Linked DNA regions of Gossypium hirsutum: region 1 is linked to region 2. Evidence: chromatin contacts called from public Hi-C data. All regions are on one chromosome and are shown on one strand. The core of a region is the stretch at or near the end of the contact, and the rest is flanking DNA. Distances in the headings are between cores, read along the strand shown.

The links. Hi-C and Micro-C count contacts between places; a contact is called where the count stands out from the background.
Region 1: a Hi-C map of fibers shows a contact between it and region 2, with 2.0 times the contacts expected there. The contact joins the enhancer-like site here to the promoter of LOC107953215 in region 2. A contact is called at or near these places in 13 of 34 Hi-C or Micro-C datasets (callus, fibers, hypocotyl and 2 more).

Annotation. Positions count from the first base shown.
Region 1 is chrD07:17,743,930-17,750,931 of Gossypium_hirsutum_v2.1, reverse strand. LOC107956691 (a long non-coding RNA gene) reads left to right here. Exons shown (of 2, transcript XR_001700203.2): 2 at 1-94. Among protein-coding and RNA genes, the nearest start is that of LOC107956691, 4.3 kb to the left of the region's middle. Within about 2 kb of position 1,976, at least 1 of the 9 cell types and tissues checked has an H3K27ac peak or open chromatin away from gene starts, as enhancers often do. A contact at or near this core is called in fibers, where this site is marked.
Region 2 is chrD07:17,633,191-17,639,435 of Gossypium_hirsutum_v2.1, reverse strand. LOC107953215 (elongation factor 1-alpha) reads right to left here and starts at 4,419. Exons shown (of 3, transcript XM_016888454.2): 1 at 4,250-4,419; 2 at 3,252-3,722; 3 at 1,936-3,175. The coding sequence starts at 3,713. The coding sequence ends at 2,294.

The DNA of each region.
Region 1 (7,002 bases), core at 727-3,226, 110 kb before region 2:
GGCCACGTAATTTAAGTTTTTAAATGGACTGGGCACCTTTGCTTATTTAGGCCCGGACTAAAATTGAGTATTAAAGCTATGTTATATTTTTTAATCCATTTTCTGACAGACATTAAAAAAATTTATGGCCAATCACAAAGAGCCACATGGCGTCTTTATGTAAGAAAACAAAAAATATCTTTTATTAAATGTATATACAAATTAGATATATAAAAATAGAAATAAATATATAAAATTCATAAAAATATATATAATCTAGAAAAAAATATAAATTATAAAAAATTTACAAAAAATATGATAATTGAAAATAAATCATTTGAAATTAATAATATTATTAGAAAAAATTGTAAAAAAATTGTAAAAATTATTAAAAAAAATTTATTTTTAAAAAAAGTTTAAATATAAATTCTTATAAATTTTTAAAATATATATTATAAAATTCTAAATAGGTTTTCTAATAATGTCACGTGGTCGGTTAACATTGATCAATGCTCGTCCAATGCTAGCTAACGTCGGTCAACGGTAGATCAACTTTGGTTAACCAAAACACTTTTTAATTTGACCGATTGTTGACCAATGTTGACTGGATGTTGACCATTGTTGATTGTCGTTGACTAGTCATGTGACACTATTAGAATACACCATGTGTCATTTTTTTAAATATTTTATATATTATATTGGTTAAAAATATAAAAAAAATCATACATAATATATAATGAAATTAAAAAAATGTTTAAAAATATTTTTATAAAATTCTAAATATATAATCATAAATTTTAAAAAGTAAAAATAATATATAAAAATCAGAAAATGTTATAAAATTAAAAAAGGTATTTAAATTTCAAGTAATTGCAAAAAGTTTGAAATGTAAACAACTTTTTAGAATTTTAGAATTATATATTTTAGAATTTTATAAAAAATTAATTTTTTTATAATTTTTAAATTTTTTAATTTTTTTTTCTAATAATATTATTAATTTCAACTAATTTATTTTCAATTATAGTGTTTTTTGTATATAGGGTTAAATGAATTATAGCAAGTGGATCGGTACCAAACGGATGCATGAAATTAAAGTCTATATATCTAGTAGGTCTGTAAAGGCGATCAAATAAAAGGGATGATTTTAGATCAAAGCAATTTGATGAATTCCTTCTAAAAGCTCATACCAAAATAGTACTAGTTGATGAGCATTACTTCGGAAAAAAGAAAAAAGTAAAGTCAATTTTTTTTTGTTATTCTCTCGATTTGAGTAAAGTGCAACTAGATCTAGTATGTATGGGTTGGTAATCAGAATCTATATATGGATATAATTTATAGTGGGATCTGAAAAAATGAGCAATTTCTATTGGGCCTTTTATAATTTTTTTTTATAATTTATATGTTGTTTTTAGATTTTATATATTATTTTGAATTTTTTTATATATTTATGTCTATTTTTATAATTTTTTTAATGTGTATACACATTTAATAAAAAAAATATTTTTTCACATAAAAACGTCACATGATTGTTTATAAGATTTTTTTTTAACATTTGTAAAAAATAGACTAAAAAATAACAGGGGCATATTTTAAATACCAAATTGAGATAAAAAAATTTAAGTAAAAAATAGAAATATAAATATAACGTACATACTAATGAAAAGTAATCATAACTATTATTGTCAAATTACTTTAATGAAAGTTTTGTTTAGAAAATATTTAAAATGAGTTTGAAATCCCATAATATAAGATCATATTCTCTTATAATTATAAGAACCAATACTTGTATTTTCTAAGGGTCGGTAAAATAGGTTTTGATTAATCAATTTTAAAAATTTATATTAGCATTAAAGAAAGAAACCATAAATCTTAATGTGAGGAATATTACTCTTTAATGATAATTCCATACGTATACGTATAGTGAGGATATTGATGTGGCAGCACAAAGTCTTTAGATAGCTTAAAATAAAAACTACCCTAATTAGCATTCATGCCCTTTTGAATTGGTTGACCACGGTTGCGCCGCCCGCTTTCCTTTTCTATTACGTGGTGGCTGCTCCGCTGATATGTTGCCGCGAGTGGCGACGCTTCGGCCTTGTGGTTTTGTTTTTATCTTTCTTTTCCTACTTCTGGGCCATGATGGCCTTGGTTGTTTCTGACGTTTTGGCCCACTGGTTAAAAGCCAATTTAGGTCAACTGAAAAGTTAGTAATAATTTTATTTCTTAATTTTCAAAATTTAGAATAAAGAAATATTTGTTATGGTAATTACGCGGATGGTGGTAGGATTGATGTTTCAAGTTAAACTCATGTTTAAAAATGGATATCTCACCGAATTTAAATTAAATATCGAAATTTGAATTTTGAATCAAATCGAACTTAAGTTTTTTATTAGTCGAATTCAACTCAATTTTATTACATTCTAATTTTTCATATTAATAACTCAAAATAATTTTTTTTGAATATATATAAATATATGATTAATCTTACATAAGTATTGAAATTAAAATTGCTTAACAAGAAAAAGGATAGCATGGTTTTATGGGTATATGCATGGACCTTCAGCGTCAATAATTAGAATGTTGATGTACACTATACAGAAAACAAATTATACAAAAAAGAAAAACTGAAAGCTAAATTATTATTGAAGCCCCATTTGTCTGCCAAAGAGAGCAAACGAAAAAAAAAAAGATTTTCACTAAACAACATGATCCAAAATAATTAAATGGCTTAATTTTGCCCCTGGCCAATTACAGTTGTTGTGTCATCGGCCATCTTATTTTTCACTCCGGAGTTTCTAAGGAGGTGTGGTGAGATGAGGAATTGGCCTGCTTGAAAAGGGGTCACCAAGCTCTTGTTATGTTTGATGTGTTTTGTTAGTTGGATTAATTAACTCGAAATTGTTAAAGGAGGAGGTGAATTAGTTTTAAAAAAAATTGTGGTAGCTAAGAGAATAAATAGAGACAATAAACACGACGATATATAGTGGTTCGACCCCAATTACCTACTCCACTACCTTAGCTTTCCACAACTAAGGATTTTTCCAAATTCGCTAATTTAACAACCTTTGAGGATAATGTTTAACCTTGCAAACTCTCTTAAGGTTTCTACCCAAACCTTAAGACAAAACCCTTTCAAAGAGTGAATACAAATAGCAAACTAAGAAATAATCATTACAAGATTAGAGTGTTTGCAAATGAAGCACAAATACGAAGAGAAACACTTGATAATCTCTCTTATTGTTGTAGGGCCTTTGAAAGATGATATTTATACACCTTAATTAATTTCCAACCATTGTGGTTATTACAGAAATGAATAGAGCTGTTGGAGATGAAATAACCAATGCATTTAATTCACCTGCAACCACGAGTATCGATACTTGCTAACAAAGTATTGATATTTTTAGCATTTAATGCAAAATTCAGTGGTCGTTGGAGCTAGAAATATCGATTCCAGTAAACTTTTATCGATACAACATGAAATGTATCGATACTTGGCTAAAATGTTTGAGAACCAAAATTTCAATTTGGTATTGATTCTTGGAGAGGTATCGATATTGTAGAAACTATCGATACATGTCATATTTTTTGGCCTGAAGCAATATTGACTTGTTTTAAAATAGTTTTAACTCAATTAAAATTATTTTAACTTGATTAAAATTTGATTCAAAAAGTTTTCTAAGAGTTCAAAATAGTAGGTTCAAAATTGGATCTTTTAGACATCATTTGAAATACAATTTTGTTAATTTTTATTCAACTTTAACTTTTATTCAAAAATATTTTAATTTATTATATTAAAACACATTATCAAATAAAGCTCGATACAACGTGTTTGTTAGCCATGTGGTGGCAATTCCTTATAGCTGTGACTACCTTTTGTTGAATATTGTTGGTTTCATATTCGAACCCATTCATCGTACTATAAATTTAATTGATTAATTAATTAAAATGTACAACTTCAACGATGAAATATATATATATATATATAACCAAGTTAGACTAACATTATTAGAATGTGGAAACTAGTATTTTAAATATAAAGTTGAACAGAAATAGAAATAGGAGAAAAAAAAAACTTATAACTATCAAAATTGTGGTGAAAATTTTATTATAATTACATGAATTAATTGAATTGAACTAGAAATTGAATTTAAAAATAACTTATAATAGTCAATAAATTAATGGTGATGGATGTTGAATTCATCAAAAATAATATTTCTATATTTAAATAGTAAATAAATAACAATATAGGAAGTAGCGTTAATCTCACAGGGATTGGGGTATTTAAAATTGTTATTCGGTTTAAACAGGTTGCGCGCCTAGGCAGTTGTCGTGCCCATGACGTGTGACGATTTGTGTAAAAATAGAAGGAAGAATTTAAATATGGTAAAATTAAAAATAATAAAGATAATTGATACCGAAATAACGGTAAAAATAAAAAAAAGAAGAAGCAAAATTAAATTGAATAAACCAATGTGATTAAATTCTAACTCCAGGCTCAATTTTGGCTCCGGTTTTAAAACGACCATTGATAACAAATCTTCTCTTTTAATTGATAAGTCAGTTATAGTGATCGAGGATGCCTCAGACCACCAACCCTTCTGTGTATAAATTAATTACGAGAACACTCAACAACTAACCCTTATTGGATGAATAACCACGAAACATGCGTCCATGATTTAGTTCTCTAGTAGCCTTGGGAATTGGAAGGGCCCAACTCAAACCAACATCCTCAACTGCGAGATCGTTTAGATTCAGTTGTTATTTCCCTTGACCAATCCAATCAATTACTTAACTGGACACGCCAATGTGTTATTCAATAGACAAAATATGACAAGTGATTGATTCGATACTTCCAAATGTACGTCTATCAACACTAAATCAACTAGTTCTTTTCTACTTGATGTCAATATAATTTTGTGAGACGACAATATCTATTTTTTAACCGGAGAAATAACATATACCCTTTTTAAAAAATTTTATGTACAATTTCGATTGTCACGATATCGAAAAGCAAATAAAAAAATTAATTTATAAAATTAAAGAATGAAAGGGAGAAATTTTCTTGAGAAAATAAAAATAAAAATAAAAATAAAAATAAACATAAACGTTTTAAGGCGGCTGTCCGCCTCTTCCCTTTCCCACGTAAGTATATACTATAATAATAAACAAACCTATTAACTAAAACAAGGTGGTTGAGGCTACATAATCTATATCTATTATAATAAAAATAAAATCTTAACCTAAAAGAACATAAAATAAAACCTAAAGAAAAGTAAAGGGTCGGCTGTGATGCGTCGTCCCCTCTACTATCACCTAATTATATATTTTATAATAATAACAATAATAACAATTTAAATTAATAAAACCCTAAAATAAAAAGAGACAAGTTTAAAAATATAAAATTTCTTAATAAAATAATTTTAAAATCTTTGTCTCGTGCACCAATTCAAGCTCTCATGTTAAATTTTTCATGTAATTTATATATTCGCTTGTTTCTTGACACATTAGATAATAATTATATTTACATAGAAAATAACTAATTAAATTCTAAATTAGGTAAAACTTATGTAATAGACCCAATCTGCCCGGCCTGTTAGTGAAGTAAACCAAATAAATAAATGAATAAAATAAAAACCAATAAACAATCCATTTACAAACGGCCCAATTACCACAAAAACATTACAAACCCAATACCCAGCCCGAACCGAGACTGATACCCTAGCAACATTTGGCTTCCAGCGCCGCCATGGCCTTCGTCCCCACTTGCCGAGCCTCTGCCAGCGTGCGCACCTTCGCACATGTGCCACCACTGCTCGTTTTGCCTCTATACACACCACGTCGGCCTCTGCCCTCGTACCTGTAAAATACACACTAAAATAAGCAGAGAAAGATAGCAGAATAGGGGCAACAGAGGGGATTTGGGAGTGAGCATTTTTCTTTTATTTTTTTCTTTTCATTTTCATTTTGTAAGGCAAGCCATAAAAAGGCCATTTAAATGCTGTAAATGGACAGATTGAAATACAAAAAAAAGGCAAAAAAAGAGGGAGCACACTTATTGTAAAAAATACTCAGAAATCAAAAAGAAAGGGGTTTTCGAAAGGTGATTCTCCTTCGATTTTCTTTTTCGGTGATGTTTTCATGTTTTTTTTTTCCATATTCGTTTTTTTTAATGATTGAAGGAAGAAAGTAAGACGAGGAGATAAGTAGAAACTCACCTTCGAGGTGGGGGCTCGAATCCTAGTTCACTCCGCCGTAATCGGAGTTGGAACGGGATGAAAGGAGGCTGAAGCGACGCGCCGTTTGAATGGAGGGGATTAGTTTTTTTTAGGGCTTTCTTTTCTTTTCTGCTTAGGGTAATATAGTTTTAATTTTGGCTAAGTGGGAAATCATGAAACGACACCGTTTGGGCCAGATTCAATGGCCTTGAAAAGGTGCCGTTTAGGCCACGACCCGATGACTCGACCCAGACGCGGATAGATCCGCGTGTTCTGGCGTAGGGAGGGATATTTGCGCTTCCAGCCCCTTCCCTTTTCTGGTGCTTTCGAATCCAGTGTTTTCTTTCTTTCTGATTTGGCCTCGTATTCTGTTTTCATTTCATTTTGGTCCAACGTGCAACGCCGCGTTTTGGAGGGTGGGGAATATTCCCCTTTCGGTCCCCCATGTCATTCGCGCTTTGCGATTTGGACCCGTTCTTTTATTTGTTTTAGATTTCTCCCCTGCATTACTGCTTTATTGCCAATTTTGTCCTCTGTTTTATTATTATTGCTAAAATCATTTAATTTATTATCTTTACTATTGTTATTATTGTTATTATTATTATCTTAGCATACATAGTTACTTATTTTCACATATATATGCACATACATTATTTTATTTCATTACACATCGTTATTTTAATTTTTTTATATTCTAATATATTAGCATATATTTTATGTTAATTATTATTTATATATTTTATAATACATTTTTTTAAATGTTTATTCATATACTTTTGTGCTTTAAAAAAAATTAATAATGCCCTTA
Region 2 (6,245 bases), core at 3,170-5,669:
TGTATGATTTTTTACATTGCTTTTGAAATAAAACCTTACAATTTATGGGGGAGGAGTGTGGCATTGCCCAATTTTGGGTCCGTTTGTTTACATGTACATGTAGAAGATTTTACGGAAAATATTTTTTACATTTTTTATTTGTTTTATAGAAATTAGTTTGGTCAACGGAAAATGACTTTTAGGTCAACGTAAAATAAACTATTTTTTCTATAAAATTACTTACAACTTTTAAAAAGTGTAAATCATTCTCCGGAAAAGAGCTCCTCTAGAGGTAATTTTATTTTTATATAAAATTTAATTTAAATCAAGCTTAATATTATTATATTGATAATAATTTTTATTTTTATTTTTATTTTTATTTTTTAAAATATTAAAAATATTAATATAAAATATTATATTTTTCAATATTATTAAACATACATGTTTAATTATTTATATTTAGTCATATAATAAATTATTAATCTAATTTATTATTTTAATAAATTATTTAATATTTCAATTTTATTTTAGTAATAATTTTTTAAAATAATAATTTTAAATAATATTCTTCACATATTAAAAAATTCAATATTAATATTTTAATAATAAATATTTATTACAATTATAAATATTTTAATAATAAATGTTTTTGTAGTATAAAGGTTAAAATATGTCATAAGTTTATGTACTCTTCACAAATTTGCAATTTAGTCTTTGTACTTTTATTTTCAAAAATTTAGTCCCTCTACTTTTCAAATTTGAAAATCAAGTCCAATTGTTTACATTGTTATAAATTTTTTTGTCAATTTTGTTGATGTCACATTTTTAAATAAAAAATACTCACTTGGTAGTCATATAACTAAAAAATGACGTTGTAATGAACCTGAATTTAACAAAATATTTTTAATATATGAAAAAATAACATAAAATATAAATTTGTAGATATAAAATAAACTCAATTAAACAATGTAAAGATAACAAAATCTTAAATGTATGTTTGTTTCATTGAAAACGGCTTTTATGAAATATTTTTAAGAAATCTGTCAAACAATAGAAAATATTTTACACAGATTCATCTAAATACCAAAAAATATTAACTTTTCCAGGAAAGTAAGTCATTTTTTAGAAATTATTTTCAGGGAACCATTTTCAATGAAACAAACAGACCCTTGGTGTTACTTTCATAAGTACTTGGATACCCACTGCTATTATATAGTATTTTCATGACACTGCTATTGAGTTCATTATATAGTCTTTTTATGATCACGAAATGATTGGATAATGGATTTTGGACATATTATTTAATAAAAAGTATGAAATTCAAAATTTGTGGGTGTCGAGGTTACAAAAAATAATGATATCAAAGTCAAAATACTTCATCAGTGCATATTTAAAACTAAAATAGTTTTTAAATATTTCTATAATTTATTGTATGATTAATATTTTAACAATTCAACTTTTACATTTCATATTTCATTCACATAGATAATATATATCGAGTTTTGAGTATATTAAAAATATCTAAATATTTAATTTATGAAGGTAATTCAATTGTTAAATTAATAGAGATAGTATCATGAAAGAAATATCAAATTGATTCAAAAATATTATGAATACTAAGACTTCAATTAGGTGCTTTATTAATTGGAAAACTGATTGCACAAGGGTTCCAATAACGAGAGTCTATTTGGTACCGAGCAAAATGCATTGTTATGATAGTGAAGAAAACAACAAAATTTAGGTTCCACTCACGTAAACATTATTGCCCGTATCAATCATATCAGTAGGTACCGGTCGAATAGAAAAAACCAATAAATGAGATGTTTATATTTGCTGTATGGTACGATTTAGAAGTTTATTTAATAAATTTGCAAATATTTAGTTTATGAAAGCAAATCCATTATCTTTTAGAGGTAAAAGCAAATTAAGGAAAAGATATGATTAGAGACTGAAATCTACCAAAACGCAAAAATACAGCATGATTTCATAATAAATAATTCCGCAACTTCAACGAAAATCATAAACAAAAGTTTCAAGCCACCTTGGAAAACCAAGGGGGCACCTCTTGACAATGACAAGATACAGTAGTAAATTAAACAAAACCAGGTAACGCTAGAGACCACCCATAGATATGCCACCGTCTGTCAAGCACCCAATACTGAGAACAGTTACCAGACAACAATGGCAACACACTATAACATGCAAAACCAAGCAAAAGACCAACTATATCATAAATGATAAAGTCTATCAAACTATTATTATGATAATAAAATACTCCATCTGCGGAAACTTCATTAGATTTAACCAGCACGGTTCACTTCTTCTTAGCAGCAGACTTGGTGACCTTGGCACCGGATGGGTCCTTCTTCTCAACATTCTTTATAACACCAACTGCCACGGTCTGACGCATGTCCCTCACAGCAAAACGGCCCAAGGGTGGGTACTCAGAAAAGGTCTCCACAACCATGGGCTTGGTGGGAATCATCTTAATCATACCAGCATCACCATTCTTCAAGAACTTGGGTTCCTTCTCAAGCTCCTTACCAGATCGCCTGTCAATCTTGGTCAAAAGTTCAGCAAACTTAACAGCAATGTGTGAGGTGTGGCAGTCGAGGACTGGGGCATATCCGTTTCCAATTTGTCCAGGATGGTTCATGATGATGACCTGAGAAGTGAAGTTTGCAGCCTCCTTAGCAGGATCATCCTTGGAGTTGGATGCAACATAACCACGCTTGAGATCCTTAACAGCAACATTCTTAACATTGAACCCAACATTATCACCAGGAAGTGCCTCTGTAAGAGCTTCATGGTGCATCTCAACAGACTTAACTTCAGTGGTCAGACCGGTAGGACCAAAGGTCACAACCATACCAGGCTTCAAGACACCAGTTTCAACACGACCAACCGGGACAGTTCCAATACCACCAATCTTGTACACATCCTGAAGTGGTAGACGGAGAGGCTTGTCTGAAGGCCTCTTGGGCTCATTGATCTGGTCAAGAGCCTCAAGAAGTGTAGGGCCCTTGTACCAGTCCAAGTTGGTAGACCTCTCAATCATGTTATCACCCTCAAAACCAGAAATGGGAACAAATGGAATCTTGTCAGGGTTGTATCCAACCTTCTTCAAGTAGGAAGAGACTTCCTTCACGATTTCATCATACCTAGCCTTCGAGTATTTAGGGGTAGTGGCATCCATCTATACAGAAAAAACAAACAAAAATTAGCATCAAAGTCTCCCAATAACACAAATGTAAACAGATAATGATTTTTACCTTGTTGCAACAGCAAATCATTTGCTTGACACCAAGGGTAAAAGCAAGCAAAGCATGCTCACGAGTCTGACCATCCTTGGAGATACCAGCCTCAAAACCACCAGTGGTGGAATCAATAATCAAAACAGCACAGTCAGCCTGCGAGGTACCAGTAATCATGTTCTTGATAAAGTCACGGTGTCCAGGCGCATCAATCACAGTGCAGTAGTATTTGGTGGTCTCAAATTTCCACAAGGCAATATCAATGGTGATACCACGCTCACGTTCAGCCTTGAGCTTGTCAAGCACCCAAGCATACTTGAATGACCTCTTGTTCATCTCAGCAGCTTCTTTCTCAAACCTTTCAATCACACGCTTGTCAATACCACCAAGCTTGTAGATCAGGTGGCCAGTGGTGGTCGATTTTCCGGAATCGACATGGCCAATGACCACAATGTTAATGTGAGTCTTTTCCTTACCCATTCTGTTTCACTGTACAAAACCACAAGAACAAAAAGAGGGGAACAGTTAAAATCAAAATATTAAAAAAACGTACATATGAAATTTCACATGGATCATAAATGTGTTTTCAAAAGCTGCTAGAAAGAAAATCTCTAAACTCAGAGCTAGGCTGATTAAAATTCATAACTCAGAGATGAAGAAAGACATGGTCTCAACTAAGCTTATGTTGAACAATAATAAAAAGAGAAAATGAGAAGACAAGTTGTTTACCCAAGGCAAACAGTATCATTCCGAAAAAGCAAAGTAAACAAAAATATACACCAAAATAATTTCAGATCACCTTATTATCTTAGATTCGATCCAATAAAAACAAGATCTATCGCGAAATCAACATTGAAAGAGAAAAAAAATCGAACCTCAAAAATACAGATTAAAATCAACAACAAATCATAAATCTCAACACAAGATGAATCCATATATATATACAAAGCTTCAAATCATCGTCTTAGATAAAAATAATAGAAGAAAAGAAAGGATAATGAGATGAGACTACTCGCCTTGAAATCGAGGTCACAAGAGCAGTAGACGGCGAAGGAAGGAACAATAAAATGAAAATGAAGAATTGGGGTAACCGGTAAGGGCTCTGCCTACTATATATATTGAGAAAAAGCAACAAGAGCTAGGGTTAGGGTTACACAAGGAGATCCAATTAAGGCAGTTTTACGAAATTGCCCTTGTATTTCGTTTGATTGACTACAGTTAAAGCCGGGGGTTCTCTGGGAACTCTCTGGACACTATCGAAACTACTGGCGAAACGCTGTCATTTGTATTTTACTTAAATTTATTAATTAACTTTTTTATGTCACTATTTACCCATTTAATTATTTCATTTTAATTAATTAAATATTTCACTTAATTAGAGTAATTATTATTTAAAAAATATACAATTATACAATTAATTTTATTTATTTCATGTAATATAAAATAATTAAAATATTTTATAATAAGATATTAATTATCTATAAATTTTAATAGTTTAAATAATATAAGCATTTCAAATATAAAATATTTATCAACTATGAAGTAAATTTATTCTCTGCTTTGTAGCATTCTTGTCTTTGCTTTATAGCACGTTTTTCCTTTTCTCTATTTTCTAGTTTCATTGCTCTCTATTTCCACCATTGTTAAAGGATGACAGATGTGGAAGAGAATATTGCCAATCTATCCCATGGGATGAGGAGGATGAGGTGTTGTAGTTGGGTACAAAGAAACCAGATTCAATGGTCTCTTTTGATAATTGTTTTGTGGGCTCTTTTCTAACGTCGAGTCTAGTTAATTTTCAGTCAATGCAAGCAACTTTGGCAAACGTTTAGCATTCGATTGAGGGTATTTCGATTTCTGATCAGAATGAAAGAAGGTATATTTTTTGATTATATCATACGGTGGATGTAAACAGAATTAAGGCTGGAGGACCATGGAATTTCAATTCTCATCTTCTCGTTATGCACCAGTTAAAAGATGGGGACGAACCAATGGTTATGCCACTGTTTACTGTAGATTTTTGGGTTCTATTCCATGATCTACCGCATGGGTTCATGCCCGAGATGGTGGCAAAGCAACTAGGTAATTTTATTGGGGTGTTCCTTGAGTATGATGTGAAAGTTGTTTCATTGGGGTATAAAGGAATAATGCAAGTAGGCGAGTGGTTTTTTACTTTCTTTGTGGAAAACTTGGTCATGGGGAAAGTTTTTGTCTTGTTAGGATTCTCCAAGAAAAGTAAGATTTTAAGTTAGGGTTGGACATCTCCCTTCAAGCTCCGACTAGGCAAGCGATGGCGCCAAAGAGTGTTTGGCTGAAGGAGGAGAATAGTTTTGGTGCCCCAAATTATGGGGTTACCAATATTAGAATTTTGGGAATAAAGGGGATGATGCATGCTCGTAATCATTTGATGATCACAAGTACAATTGGTTATTCAATCATTCTAACAGGTAACTTGAAAACAAAATAACAAAGTAAGAATAAGTTAAACAAGATAATGGATGAAATGATAAAACTTCAACCCGACACAAACCCAAAAAAGAATCAACATTATGGAAGAACGTAACCCGTTTTCTACAAAGTTTGAGCAGAAATGGAAGTTGAAAGCAGATGATTGTGACCCACTATCTATAAAGAGATAGGAACCAGCAGTATAATGATCGCCACACTCACAAAAAGGGATGGGAAAGGGGAGTGATAATATCAAAAAAAGGATAAACGCCACAAGATTGAAATCTTGATAAGTTCAGAACAAACTCTCTCAAAGAGACAAAAGAGAATAAACTCACAATTTGTATATTGATCTTGTCTCCATAAAGCTTACAAGTGATGCCTATTTATAGGTGTCTAAAATGTAAAAAGATGACTCAAATGGTCATAAAACATGCAATTGAATGTAATAAAATGTCCAATTTGAATAACTGAAACATCCAAGCTTTGTAACAGTCATGCAAATTTATTTGGATGAAAAATGTCTCCTTTTTTTGAAATTGTCCATGCTGAGGTATTTGATTG